Linked DNA regions of Mus musculus: region 1 is linked to region 2. The links are chromatin contacts, called in public Hi-C maps. All regions are on one chromosome and are shown on one strand. The core of a region is the stretch at or near the end of the contact, and the rest is flanking DNA. Distances in the headings are between cores, read along the strand shown.

Region 1 (5,862 bases), core at 2,626-5,125, 110 kb before region 2:
CAGGCCTTAAGAGTAATGTGCTATCACAGAGCTCTAAATTCTTAGGTCTAATAAAACTTATCTTGTCTGGAGAGTTTCCCCTTATCAGGGTAGTATATCAACTTATACTTGACATGGAATGAAGCCTGTAGTAAAAGATTTCTATCTCAGTGAGACTTTTAGTCTCTATCTGTAAACAGCTGAGTAAAATGGCAAGTGCTTAATTGTTTACTGAATGGGTTAAGCTCCTTGCTGCTATCTGGAATCTAAGAACACTGGAAAAGGGCTTTAGCTATGTTAGAATACAATCTTAAAAGGCATTTACTATAAGGTAATACTATATAGAGTGCACGTGGATCTATACACTAGACTAATGTGGGTTTGGAAAATTAATTTTATGGGTTAGGGAAATAGCCAAAGATCCAGGAGTAAGTTTCCTTGAAACTTTTTCCTCATGAGAAAGCTTTCAGACTTTCATCTGTCAAGCTGACTCCACCGGAGTCCCTGGCATCTAGGTTCACTTTTGAGATTTTTTTCAACCTGATTAATGAAGATACCAAGCACAAATGAAATGATTTTACTTGGCTTACATGTCCAGGTCATAGTCCATCAGTGAGGGACATCAGGGAAGGAACCTGGAGGCAGGAACCAAAGCAGAACCCATGGAATGCTGTGCTGTTGACTGGCTTGCTCACTGAATGCTCAGCCATCTTTCTCACACAGCCCAGGCCCTGGTGATTGTGCTGCCCATGTCAGGCTAGCCCTTCCCTCATCAGTTACCAATGAAAACAGCCTCTCACAGGCATGGCCACAGGCCAGTCTCACTGAGATAATCTTTAGTTGAGGTTTCCCCTTCCCAGGTGACTCTGAATTGTGTCAAATTGACAGTAAAAACTAACCAAGACAGAGGTATTTCCTCAAAGATTCAGGCAGTTAAAGGAGGTGGTTAGCAACATAGTTGTTTGGCTGATTATAGTTTTTATATTAACACTTGGTCATAGAGTTTGTAGATGCCAGAGTGGAACAATGAATGTTTCTTCCAAAAATATTATACTCTGAGCCAAAAGACCTCCCTCCGGTCTCGACCTCTTGTAAGCCAACATTGTCATTGAAAAGTTGGGTCTGCTAGTGGCAGGCACTTGGAAAGCATCTTTGGAAGTCCTATGGGCTGTAGACTTTGAGCATGTGTGTGTGTGAGTGTGTGTGTGTGTGTGTGTGTGTGTGTGTGTGGTATGTATGTGCACGTGGGTGTGGATGCCCAATATAAGATGTCTTCCTCTGATGGTGGTGGTTGTCTTTTTTTTTTTTTAAGGCAGGGTCTCTCACTAAACCTGGCTGGCCAGTGAGCTCTGGGAATCCACCTGTCTCTATCCTTGCAGTGCTGGGTTACAGATGTGTGCCTCTGTGCTAGGTTTTCATGTGGGTGAACGTAAGTTCTGTTGTGCAGCAAGCACTTTACCCACTCAGCATGTGCCCTCCAGTATCAGATGCAGGGCTTTGGTTTGTTTCTTTTGTTGTTTTGTTGGTGATGATGATCTTTTTTTGAGACAGGGTCTTACTGTGTAACCTTGTCTGGCCTAGACCTTGCTATGTAGACCAGGCTGCCCTCAGACTCACAGAGCTCCTCTGTCTCCCAAGTGCTGGGGTTAATAGTGTGCACCACCACTGACTTAGATACAGTTTTCCTTCATTTTTATTTGTGTGTGTATGAGAGAGACAGAGACAGAGAGACACACAGAGACACACACACAGAGACACAAAGAGAGACATACACAGAGAGACAGACTCCTGGTCTTGAATTATTGAATTCCAGCATTCTGCTTGCCCAGCCTACCAGGAAGCTAGAGCTATGGGCAGGTCCCACTGTACCCAATAGTTTAAACTGTTTTGTCGTATAATCAAATTTGTACTCAGTTGTGAGAACTAACACAGAGAATGCTGTTGGAGACATCTTGCATGACTACGGAATACAGCATCATATAGCATCTCAGGCAGGAAACAGAGATGGGATCCACTGGTCTTAAGTCGCCCCAGTTCCACATGCAGTTTGATCTCATGGGCAAATGACTGTGTCCAGCACCACAGAGAAGAAGCAGGATAGTTCCATCCCTAGGGTGGGGCTGTCATAACCAGAACCCTGCCATTTCAAGGATGCTAAGTAAACCAGGAGTGGGGTTATATACCTATAAAACCAGAACTCTGTAGTGGAGACAGGAGAATCAAGAGTTCAGTGTTTTCCTTAGCTACATAGTGAGTTCAAGATATATGAGGCACTGTAACAAACAAAGAAAAATGTTATATAAGTAGAATTGTATTGAGTGAAACCTTTGGGAGTGGCTAAATCCACTCACCACAGCTCCCCTAAAGAGTCATCCACATTGTTGTGCATAGTGGTTTTAGTCAGTTACTTGGTAAGTAGTATTCCAAGGTTGGATATGTTGCCGTTTGTTTTATTCTTTGCCCCTAGGAAAACATCTGGATTGTTTCTAGTTTGAGGCTATTATTAATAAGCATAAACTGAATGTGTTTCAGACAGGTTTTTGTGGGTGTAATATTTTCGTTCTTCTGGAATAAATGCCCCATGGTGTAATTGCAGGATCGTATGGTAACTGTGTAGTTTAATCAGAAATGGCCTCTCTGCAATGAGCAAGTGTGGAAGCTTCTTCACACCTTCTGCATTATTTGTGGTGGTCATCGCTTTTCATTCCAGAGAAGCAGTTTTAGACTGGTAGAGATTGTTAGTGAAGAGAACTGTGCAGTGATTTATCACAGGACTCTTTATGCTAAGGAACCATGTAGGCTCTGGGTATATGGCCTTCCTCAAAACTTAGTGGATACATAAATATTATGTGAAGAATGTATTTCAAAGTGTTTAAAGAAAAAAAAAAAGAGGACTAGCAGACTGGGGAGATGGCTCAGCAGTTAAGAGCATAGTCTGCTCTTCTAGAGGACCAGAGTTCAATTCCCAGCACCCACCTGGCAACTCACGATTATCTATAACTTGAGTCCAGAGGACCCCATGCCGTCTTCTAACCTCTTAGGGAATGCACACATGTGATACACATACATGTATGTGTAAAAACACCCAAGCACGTTAAAGATAAAAATTAAATAATCAAAGGGCCCTGATTTGGGGGATGCATTCACTCCAGAAACCTCCCTCCTTGGTTCCTACTTCCTGATTTCCTCCATGCCTTCACTAGAAGTCTTATATGTCATCATTAGAATTAATGTACAATCACATCTCTGCTTTTCTGTCTCTTGATATATTTTAGAAAGCAAGACAACTGGTCTCTTGTATACCATGCTATTTTGGTACCTGTTGTTAGGAAACCCTGGATTCCTTCCAAGCCTCAGTCTGTAGTCTGGCACCATTAAAAAGTTGATTTGGCCTTCAGTGGGGGATCCTTTCCATCTGTGTCCTGCTGTGTGCTTGTCAGGGGGCTAAGGCCTGTGTTGGCACTCACATTGAACTCTCCTACTGGAGAACTTAAGAAAACTGCATGGTGTTTCTCACAAAGTCTCTTCACTGACCAGAGAGAGCATTTATTGATGCTGTTGGTTTTAAACATTAACTGGGTCTGAGACCCAATGGGAGCCTGGCCGCATGGGTCTGGCCAGTTGAGAGGGGTGGCACCGATCTCAGGGCCAGCGGGGTGGGAACCACCTGTCTCCCCTTGTCTTCTTACTCAGTCTTAGCAGCTCTTGACTCGGCAGAGGACCTGCTCCTGCTTTCCAGGAATCAGACTTACATAATAGCAGCTGCTCTAGCCTGTGTGTAGAGCGGAAGGCTTTGATTCCATCCCAGGCCATATGTAGAGACTTAGCATGGAGGTCCTCCACACTGTTCGAGCTTCCAAAGTGAGAGCCAGCATCCTTCCACACCACTTTTCAGAAACAGAAGGCTTTCTATTTAGAGCCTGGACAGCACGGTACATAGGGAGTTGGAAGTTTCCTGCTTCCTGTCTGCACCTGCCTCGCTCTGGTGGCCCACTGCACCAGCCTCACTTGTCTTTTCTCCTGTCATGGCAGCAGTAGGTCTGGAGTAGTTTCTAACTGAAGTACCCTGCTAGGCCAACACTCTTAAGGAGAAGATGGGTGCCAGCATTGGTACGTGCCCTCAGTCTGGTCCCAGGAAGCCCACTGCTTGGACCAGGCTCTCTCTTGCTGATACATGAGGGAAGAAGGAGTTTATTTAAAAGTCTTTTTAAAGGTTAATTATTTATGGCAAATTCCTCTTCTTGGCTCTCTCTAAAAACCTGAGAGAAACTGAGATTAATAATTGAGGCAATAATAATAGCAAACACTCAGATGAGCTTTCATAGTGTAACTTAGCATATTGGCTGCTTTTCCTTATGGATTCTTTGTAATTCTCTTAAATGGAATATCTTTACCCACAATTCAAAGATGAGGGAACTGATGTCCAGAGAGGCTAGGAGCCCAGGGCTGTGGCTGCAGCAGTGCTTGGAGGGAAAACACCCACTTCCTCCCATCGACAGGAGCCTAGGCCTGGTACTTCTTTTTTTTTTTTTTTTTTTTTTTTTTGAGACAGGGTTTCTCTGTGTAGCCCTGGCTGTCCTGGAACTCACTCTGTAGACCAGGCTGGCCTCAAACTCAGAAATCTGCCTGCCTCTGCCTCCCAAGTGCTGGGATTAAAGGTGTGCGTCACCACTTCCCCGGGTGGCTTGGTGCTTCCTTGTGGATATACTATAGCATGGTTGCCAGGTTTTCCAGGGATTCCAGAAGCACCGAGAGATTAATTTTTCAAAGTATCACCTGTGACCACCTGCAGTGGAACCTCCAGGCTGCTTGCTTGGCTGGCAGATGGGCTGAACACGATTCTCTGTGTTCAGAGACCTGGTCTCTGGGACTAGGACCAGGAAATCTGCATTGTTACAGAGCTCTCCAGGGGAATCAGAGTGAGTGTTTTATGGGAATTAAGGCCCTGAAACCAACTGTAGGGATTCATGAGACCACTACAGGGGATGGCAGTGTGGTTTTTGTTTGTTTTCTTTTGAGAGCCATTTAGTAAAGAACTTGAGCTTTATAAGCCATCAGGGTTTCTGTTGGAACTACTCAAGTCCACTGTTGAAATGCCAAAGCAGATGGACAGTCCATAATCTGTAGGTGTGGCTGTGTTCCAAGAAAACTGCTTTCAAAGCAGACAGTGGATTGCTGTCCTGATGTAGAGTCATCCTGGTCTGGGCTTCTTCTGCGTCCCCTCTACAGAAGTTACATTACACCTCTTGCTGACTACAGAGCTTACTCATGGTAGGAACTGGGTATGAATCCTATTGCTTAGGTTGTAGTGGGGCATTCAAAGCAGCTATGTAAGAAAGCCTCTCCTCTCCAAGGCATTCAGCATGAAACGTTACTTATTATGGTGAGCCTAATGGTATAGGCCTGTTATCCAGATATTTTGGAAGCTGAGGGAGGAGGATCCAAGTTCAAAACCAGCCTCCGTAACTTAGAAAAGTGCTGCTTTCTATTCCAAAATAGAGTTATATTGCATGCTAGGGATATAGCTCAGTGGTAGAGCACTGTACTTCTATCTTTACTTAAATCCATTGTTCTAGCTTGCCTTTCTGTAGCTAAGGGGGGAAAAAAAACCACTAAAACCACAAGCAAATTAAGGGAGGAAAGGGCTTATTTCAGCTTACAATTCCAGGTGATGGTCTATGGTTGAGGGAAGTCAATACAGGAACTCAAACAGATCAGGAACTTGAAGCAGAAATAGAGGAGTGCCGCTTGCTAGCTTGCTAACTTGCTCATGGCTGACCCTCAGCTAGCTGGCTTATACAGCCCAGGCTTCCTATGGGTGGTGCCTCCTGGTCTACCTTCTAGATTACTGTAGATCTCACTTTTGCCAAATATTTTGCTGTG
Region 2 (6,472 bases), core at 3,590-6,089:
ATTTGTGGGATCACAGACTCCCTAAGAAGTGAAACCCTGCACTTGTTCACCTCGGTCCTCCCACCCTGTGACAGCAGCTTCTCTCTTCCAGGATCCCATCAGGAATTTTGGAAAGTCCGGCATCAGAAGCCAATCCCGAGGGCCACAACCACTGGGCAAGTTCTGAGCAGGACGCTGGGGTGGATAAAGAGGGCAGCCCGGGCTCAGGCAGCAGCCCCTTCCAGCTCATGGCCTCCTCAGAGGAAGACATCATTGACTTGAAATAGAGTCTATGCCCTATTGGCCATCCTTAGTTTTCTTACGCAAATTTATACTGTTCAAGCAGCTCCAACGTCCAGTCTCAACACAGCGCGCCTTCGGCCAGGCAGCGATCCACGGACCAAACCTCCTGCGCCCTCAGCCGGTGGGTCACTTCTCCAGTGTCCAGTGCCATCTTTCTCGACCCTGTTTCTTTCCATTCAAGAACCGTCGGTCCCCTTGTAATAAAGGTGGTAGATTTCATTAAGGTTTTAGATCAAAACTTTGAATAAATCAAAAACGTTCATTCTTATTCTCTGCAACCCTTCTCATATTTTATAGGTTTAGATGGAAATTATTTTTTTCGAAAATTTTGACTTATGTCATATAATGTTTCTTTTATGGAAAAAAAGATGCTGCTTTTTAATTTTACTATAATATAAATAAGCTTTCTTTCTTGGCCCTGTTACTGCCTGTTCACTGGGGTGGGGCCCCCTGCACTCCTGCCTGGAGCCCTGGGAAAGATGAATGAAGCCTCCTGCTTCCTCTGCTTTCAAACAACAAGGCCAGGGCACCCGTCAGCGTCTTAGGATAATTCATCTCACGACTGGGAGGTCGTGATGCCGGGAACCCTGCATCCTTGCCGTTGAGAGCGTCCAGATCCCCTGACTTGAGTGGGTCCACCTTGTTTGGTTTGGTTTGCAGTGTCGGCTGTGGAGCCCCAGGCCTTGCATGCACCAGGCAAACAGGCTGTTGCTGAGCTGAGCCCTGCTGTGTTCTTTCATGTGAACCCAGCAATTGTTCTTCCTCTTATAGATACATTGGAATGTGAAGGGCTGGAGAAATGCCTCAGCGGTTAAGAGTACTTTAGAGGACTCTTAGTTAGGGTGTCCATTGCTGTGAAGAGACACCATGACCAAGGCAACTCTTTGAAGGACAACATTTTAGTTGGAGCTGGCTTACAGGTTCAGAGGTTCAGTCCATTATCATCAAAATGGAAGCATGGCAGCATCCAGGCAGGCGTGGTGCAGGAGGAGCTGAGAGTTCTGTCTTGCTCTGAAGACAAACAGAAGACTGGATTCCAGGCAGCTAGGAGGAAGGTCTCAAAGCCCACCCCCACAGTGATACACTTCCTCCAACAAGGCCACACATCCTAATAGTACCACTCCCTGGGCCAAGCACATTCACACCACAAAGATCCTGGTTTAATTCCCAGCACCCACATGGTGTCTCACAACCATTTGTAACTACAATTCCAGAGGATTTAATGACCTTTTCTGACCTCCAAGAGTAGGAGGCACACACATGGTGCACATACATGCATGCATGTACACTTATCAAAATTCATTTTATAAGTGTTAGATTTTTTTTATAAAAGACTTTTTTTAATGGGCTAGAGAGATGGCTCAGAGGTTAAGAATACTATCTGCTCTTTCAGAAGTCCTGAGTTCAATTATAATAAAAAAAAAGATTTTTAAAATTATGTGTATGCAATGTGCCCCTGTGTGTATGTGCACATGACTGTAGTTGCCCACAAAGGCCAAAAGAGGACAGAGCCCCTGGAGATGGAGTTACCGGCATTTGGGAGCTGCCCAAACTGGTACTGGGAACCCAACCCAGGTCCTCCACAAAGTCTGATTTTTAAAATCCCTACCTACCCTGATTCCCCTTCGTGCCCACAAGGCCACATTGTCAGCCCACAGGAAGCAGGTACGAGGAGTTCTGATGTCACAGTGTGTGTCAGGGGTTAGAGCTTTAGCTCCTTCCTCCTTGCAGGCCATAGGGAGTACTCCCTTCCTTTCCCTTCCCCCTTCTGCACAACAATTGAGTGTGATACATGGGACTGAAGGTGCCTGGACTCTCTTTAGCTTTAGAGGCAACTTCACGCTGCGTCGCAACCCCATCAGCAGATTTATTAGGTCTGTTCTAGCTTTTGTCCAGCTGGAGGCTTGTGGGGATCCATACAGAGGCTGGAGGTCCTCAAGAACCATGCACTTTGGTTTTTGAGAAAAACCATGGTCTGGCAGGGCTCACCAGTTATGCTAGGCTGGATGACCAGTGATCCCCAGGGATGGCATTACAGACATGCCCCGCCACACCTGCTTTTGCAAGAATACTAGAGGGTCAAACCCAGGTTCTCATGCTTGCAAAGCAAGCATTGCATCAACTGAGACATCTTCCAGACCATCTGCTTTTAAGGTAAGAAAACAGACTCCAAAAGAGTAGATGGTTTGACCCTTATGTTCTTTTAGTCCCAGAAACATGTGCCTCTCTCTGCCCCGTGTGTCTTTCAGAGGCAGGCTAAGTATTTCCTATCAGCTGGGCTTGGCTGCTGTTTATCTGTTTTAGGATTAGGGAGAAGAAGTTCAGTTTCCTGGAGCCAGGGCTGGCCTTGAACTTTTGATTCTTCCACTGGACCTTCCAAGTGCTAACTGGGAAGCAGGCTTGTGCCACATGGCTGGCTGCTGGTTTTTCTGTTATACAAATTAAGGAGCTTGTGTCTGTATTTTTCCTGTCGTTTTTTGTTGTTATATCTTGATGAAACAGGAAAAAAAATCAAGCCTGTATTTATTCTTCCAGGACAGTAATGAAGCCGCTTATGACTAAATAAGAGACAAAGGTATGAGAGATACAGAGGAAGCAAGAGAGAGATCTGACTCACCAAGCTAGTATTGCTTTGCTCATAGAAAGGGACGGGGGGGGGGGGGGCTTTCCTAGAGACAATATCTGGTCCAGATTGGGCAGGGATACCACTAGCCAATGGTTCCTAGGTGCCCATGACTCAGAAGTCTGGTGCTAGCTGGGCTTACTGTAGCATCCCTTCTACATAAGCCACTCTGCTGAGCCAGTCACTCGGGTACAAAGTACCCAGTCTGGATACAATTCATCCATGACCTTTACTCTGCAGACATCAGAAACCTGATGCCTATTGGGAAAAAAAGAGAGAAGAGCAGGTGATTTCAAAGCAGTGATAAGATCTATCACCCAAGCAGGAAACTTCGTAGAAGGACAAGCCGGTATTGCCCGCCCGCCTTTAAGAATAGTCTTGTGGGCTGGTGAGATGGCTCAGTGGGTATGAGCACCCGACTGCTTTTCCAAAGGTCCGGAATTTAAATCCCAGCAACCACATGGTGGCTCACAACCATCCGTAAGGAGATCTGACTCCCTCTTCTGGAGTGTCTGAAGACAGCTGCAGTGTACTTACATATAATAAATAAATAAATCTTTAAAAAAAAAAAAAAGAATAGTCTTGTGATCAAAACTTCAAACTGCTGGTTGCTACAATTGGGTGGCTGCAGTAACGTAAAACCACTGTACAGACGGGATGGGCATTTTAAGGCTTAGCCTGCTCACAGCCCTCTAGAGATGAAGACACCCAGGCACAGAGAGGGACTAGGTGCCTCTCACTGGTTCTTTCTACATCTGTACGGATGAAGCTGCCACAAAGGTAGCGATTAAGCAGAGCAGTAGAGGCACACAATCACAGGGAGACTCGGGGCGGGAGGACAATAGAGATAATTACCATGATCGTGGGGTAACCAGGGAACAAGGGAATCACTAAGTTCCACTCTGTCCCACTTCTGGAATGGGGGACCTTGCCTGACAGGGTCCTCATCATCTCAGAATTCTAGACATTTGTAGCACTCATGATGAAGGTGAGCTGCTACCAGAAGCACCAGGTCAATGTCAGAAAGTCCAAGGATAGGAACAGGTGGCCCAAGAGAGTTTTCTTGGAGCCTTTTCACCCTGACGCTCTCTGAAGCAGAAGTCAAAGTTGGGGAGGAGCCTATTCCAGGGAACTGTGGGTAGTAAGGGTGGGAAGTCTTTCGGGAGCCAGTGTGATCCATCGCTGACCCACTACTACCCTCATTAGTGGAGGCTAGATTTAGAGACAATTCCATATAAAAATTAAAATAAAATAAAAGTAAAAATATAAAGGATGGCTCAATGCTTACGAACACTTGTTCCAGCAGAGGGCTCAAGCATGCACACACATGGCTCACAACAATCTCTAACTCCAGTTCCGTAGGATCTGATGATGCTTTCTGAATTCTACAAGCACCAGGAATGCATGGGACACACACACACACACACACACACACACGTGAACATGTAAACAACACTCATACAAATAAAGTTTAAATAAAAGCAAAAGAAACCACCAAAATAGGGGCAGCGAGATGACTCTGCTTGTAAGGTGTTTGCCCTCAAGCTTGACGACCTCCGTTCGATCCGGAGGATCCACTTGGTGGAAGGAAAACAAACTCAGGGAAGTTTACTTCGAACGTGCACAGGCACACTGTCACCTCTGTCCATCCCCCCCCCCCCCACTCCCTCCAGCCCCCAATAGATGATTAGAGGGAAAAACAAAAACAAAACACCCAAACAATCTTTCCATTCTCATTGGCAAGCTCAGACCTGATGGGCCACGCCTTCAGACTCACACCACACTCCAATTGGACAGTCGTGCCTGGGTCCCGGACACAGCTCCCTGCAAACCTTTACTTGGGTCGCTGGCGTAGTTCAGCTCCATTGAGCTTTGCAACCGGCTCTGTACTTCCATTGGCCAGCTCTGGTTGGGGGCCGGGTTCTAGCATCCCATTGGTCACTCCTGCAGCGGAGGCCGCGCTCGCCCGAGCGGCGACAGTTCGCGGGTCAGGTCCTGCTGACATGTCTCCCGAGGACCCCCAGGAGACGCAGCCGCTATTGCGGCCACCGGAAGCCAGGTGAGGACTCCCAGGGGCCGCGGTCACTCTCTCACGCCCGGCGACACCGCTCACGCCCCGCCTTGTACCCGTAGGACTCCCCGCGGCCGCCGGGTCTTCCTCGCTTCCTTCGCCGCCGCTCTGGGACCCCTCAGCTTCGGCTTCGCGCTCGGCTACAGCTCCCCCGCCATCCCCAGCCTGCGGCGCACCGCACCCCCGGCCCTGCGCCTCGGAGACAATGCGGCCTCCTGGTTCGGGGTGAGCCCTCTGGGGAGTCCTGGGTCCCCCACTCTCTGCCGCACCCCAGGATCCTCCTCATTCTCTTTCCTCTGAGACTAGGGGGCGTGGGGTGGAAGGATCGTGGGCCATGGCCCCTGGTGGCCTCCTCTTCAGCCCGTCCCGGGTCCCCAGGCCGTCGTGACCCTGGGCGCTGCTGCAGGGGGCATACTGGGCGGCTGGCTCCTGGACCGTGCAGGGCGCAAGCTGAGCCTCTTGCTCTGCACCGTGCCCTTCGTGACTGGCTTTGCTGTCATCACCGCGGCCCGGGATGTGTGGATGCTGCTCGGAGGCCGCCTCCTCACCGGCCTTGCCTGCGGAGTCGCCTCACTAGTGGCACCGGTGAGTGGTTTGAGCCTCCTAGATGACCTTTGCCAGGCAGGGGGCAGCCGGTCAGCAGCGAGGCAGTTCCTTACTGATCTTTTACTCTACTATGGTGGTGTCACTGTATGCTAGGCAGCGATAACGGGAATGCCCCTATTTTCTTGTTAACTGGGCAGTTCTACTCTGGTTTGTCCCTAGGATAGGCTGCAGGCTCCCTTCACTGCTTGCAGTGAAGGCTACATATACCTTGCAGCCCACACACCTGGACCACTTACCTGGACACAGGCTTCTCTCCCAGCCTCAGTGCCCCCCTGTAAAGTAAGGCCTAGTCCCGAGGTGGTTTCGGCCTTTGCACAGGAAACTGCTGGCCCGGGATAGTGTCTGAAAAGATTTAGACCCTAGCAACTGAGGGTCACCAGCAACCTGTGGCTACACACTTGGATGACCACCCATCCCTCCTTCACTTCCATGGCCTCCTGCTTATCCTCTTCATCTGTTGGAGGCGTGAAGGAGCTAGAGGAAAGGGAGACTGGGGACCTGTGGGTTGTTTTTGTTTTGTGTTTGTTTGTTTTTACTAGAGCATAAAGTATAGGATAATCTAGAAGTATGTATGGATAATGTCTAGTGACTCCTGAGATTAGAAGTGATGGCACCCCTGTTAGGACTGGGCTGAACAAGGACACATCAGACAGCAAGGGAGAAGTCTTTCGTTCTAACTCACATCTGTGCATATTAAATGTGTGCTGGGCTGGGCCTGGTGGCACATGCCTGTAATCCCAACACTTGAGGGTTAAATACATGAAGATCAGGAATTCAAGGTTTTCCTCAGCTCGGGAAGCTAGCCTAGGCTTCATGAAACTCTATCTCAATCAATCAATCAAGCAAGCAAGCAAGCAAGCAAACCAGGGTAGGAAAGCTCTGCACTCCTC

What was found. A called contact is a pair of places that touch in the nucleus more often than the background predicts.
Region 1: a Hi-C map of the MNK3 cell line shows a contact between it and region 2, with 3 times the contacts expected there. The contact joins the enhancer-like site here to the promoter of Slc2a8 in region 2. A contact is called at or near these places in 3 of 484 Hi-C or Micro-C datasets (the MNK3 cell line, nephron progenitors and ventricular fibroblasts), 8 of 115 datasets of contacts at active chromatin or transcription factors (the 230-238 cell line, embryonic stem cells and microglia) and 2 of 9 other capture datasets (liver and pancreatic islet).

What each region holds. Positions count from the first base shown.
Region 1 is chr2:33,088,789-33,094,650 of GRCm38.p6, reverse strand. All of the region lies in intron 2 of Garnl3 (GTPase activating RANGAP domain-like 3), which reads left to right. Among named protein-coding and RNA genes, the nearest start is that of Garnl3, 39 kb to the left of the region's middle. Within about 2 kb of position 3,875, at least 15 of the 459 cell types and tissues checked have an H3K27ac peak or open chromatin away from gene starts, as enhancers often do. A contact at or near this core is called in the MNK3 cell line and microglia, where this site is marked.
Region 2 is chr2:32,980,450-32,986,921 of GRCm38.p6, reverse strand. It overlaps Slc2a8 (solute carrier family 2, (facilitated glucose transporter), member 8), which reads left to right and starts at 4,839. Exons shown (of 10, transcript NM_019488.5): 1 at 4,839-4,964; 2 at 5,039-5,201; 3 at 5,355-5,561. The coding sequence starts at 4,909. It overlaps Garnl3 (GTPase activating RANGAP domain-like 3), which reads left to right. Exons shown (of 30, transcript NM_001355200.1): 30 at 92-697. The coding sequence ends at 266.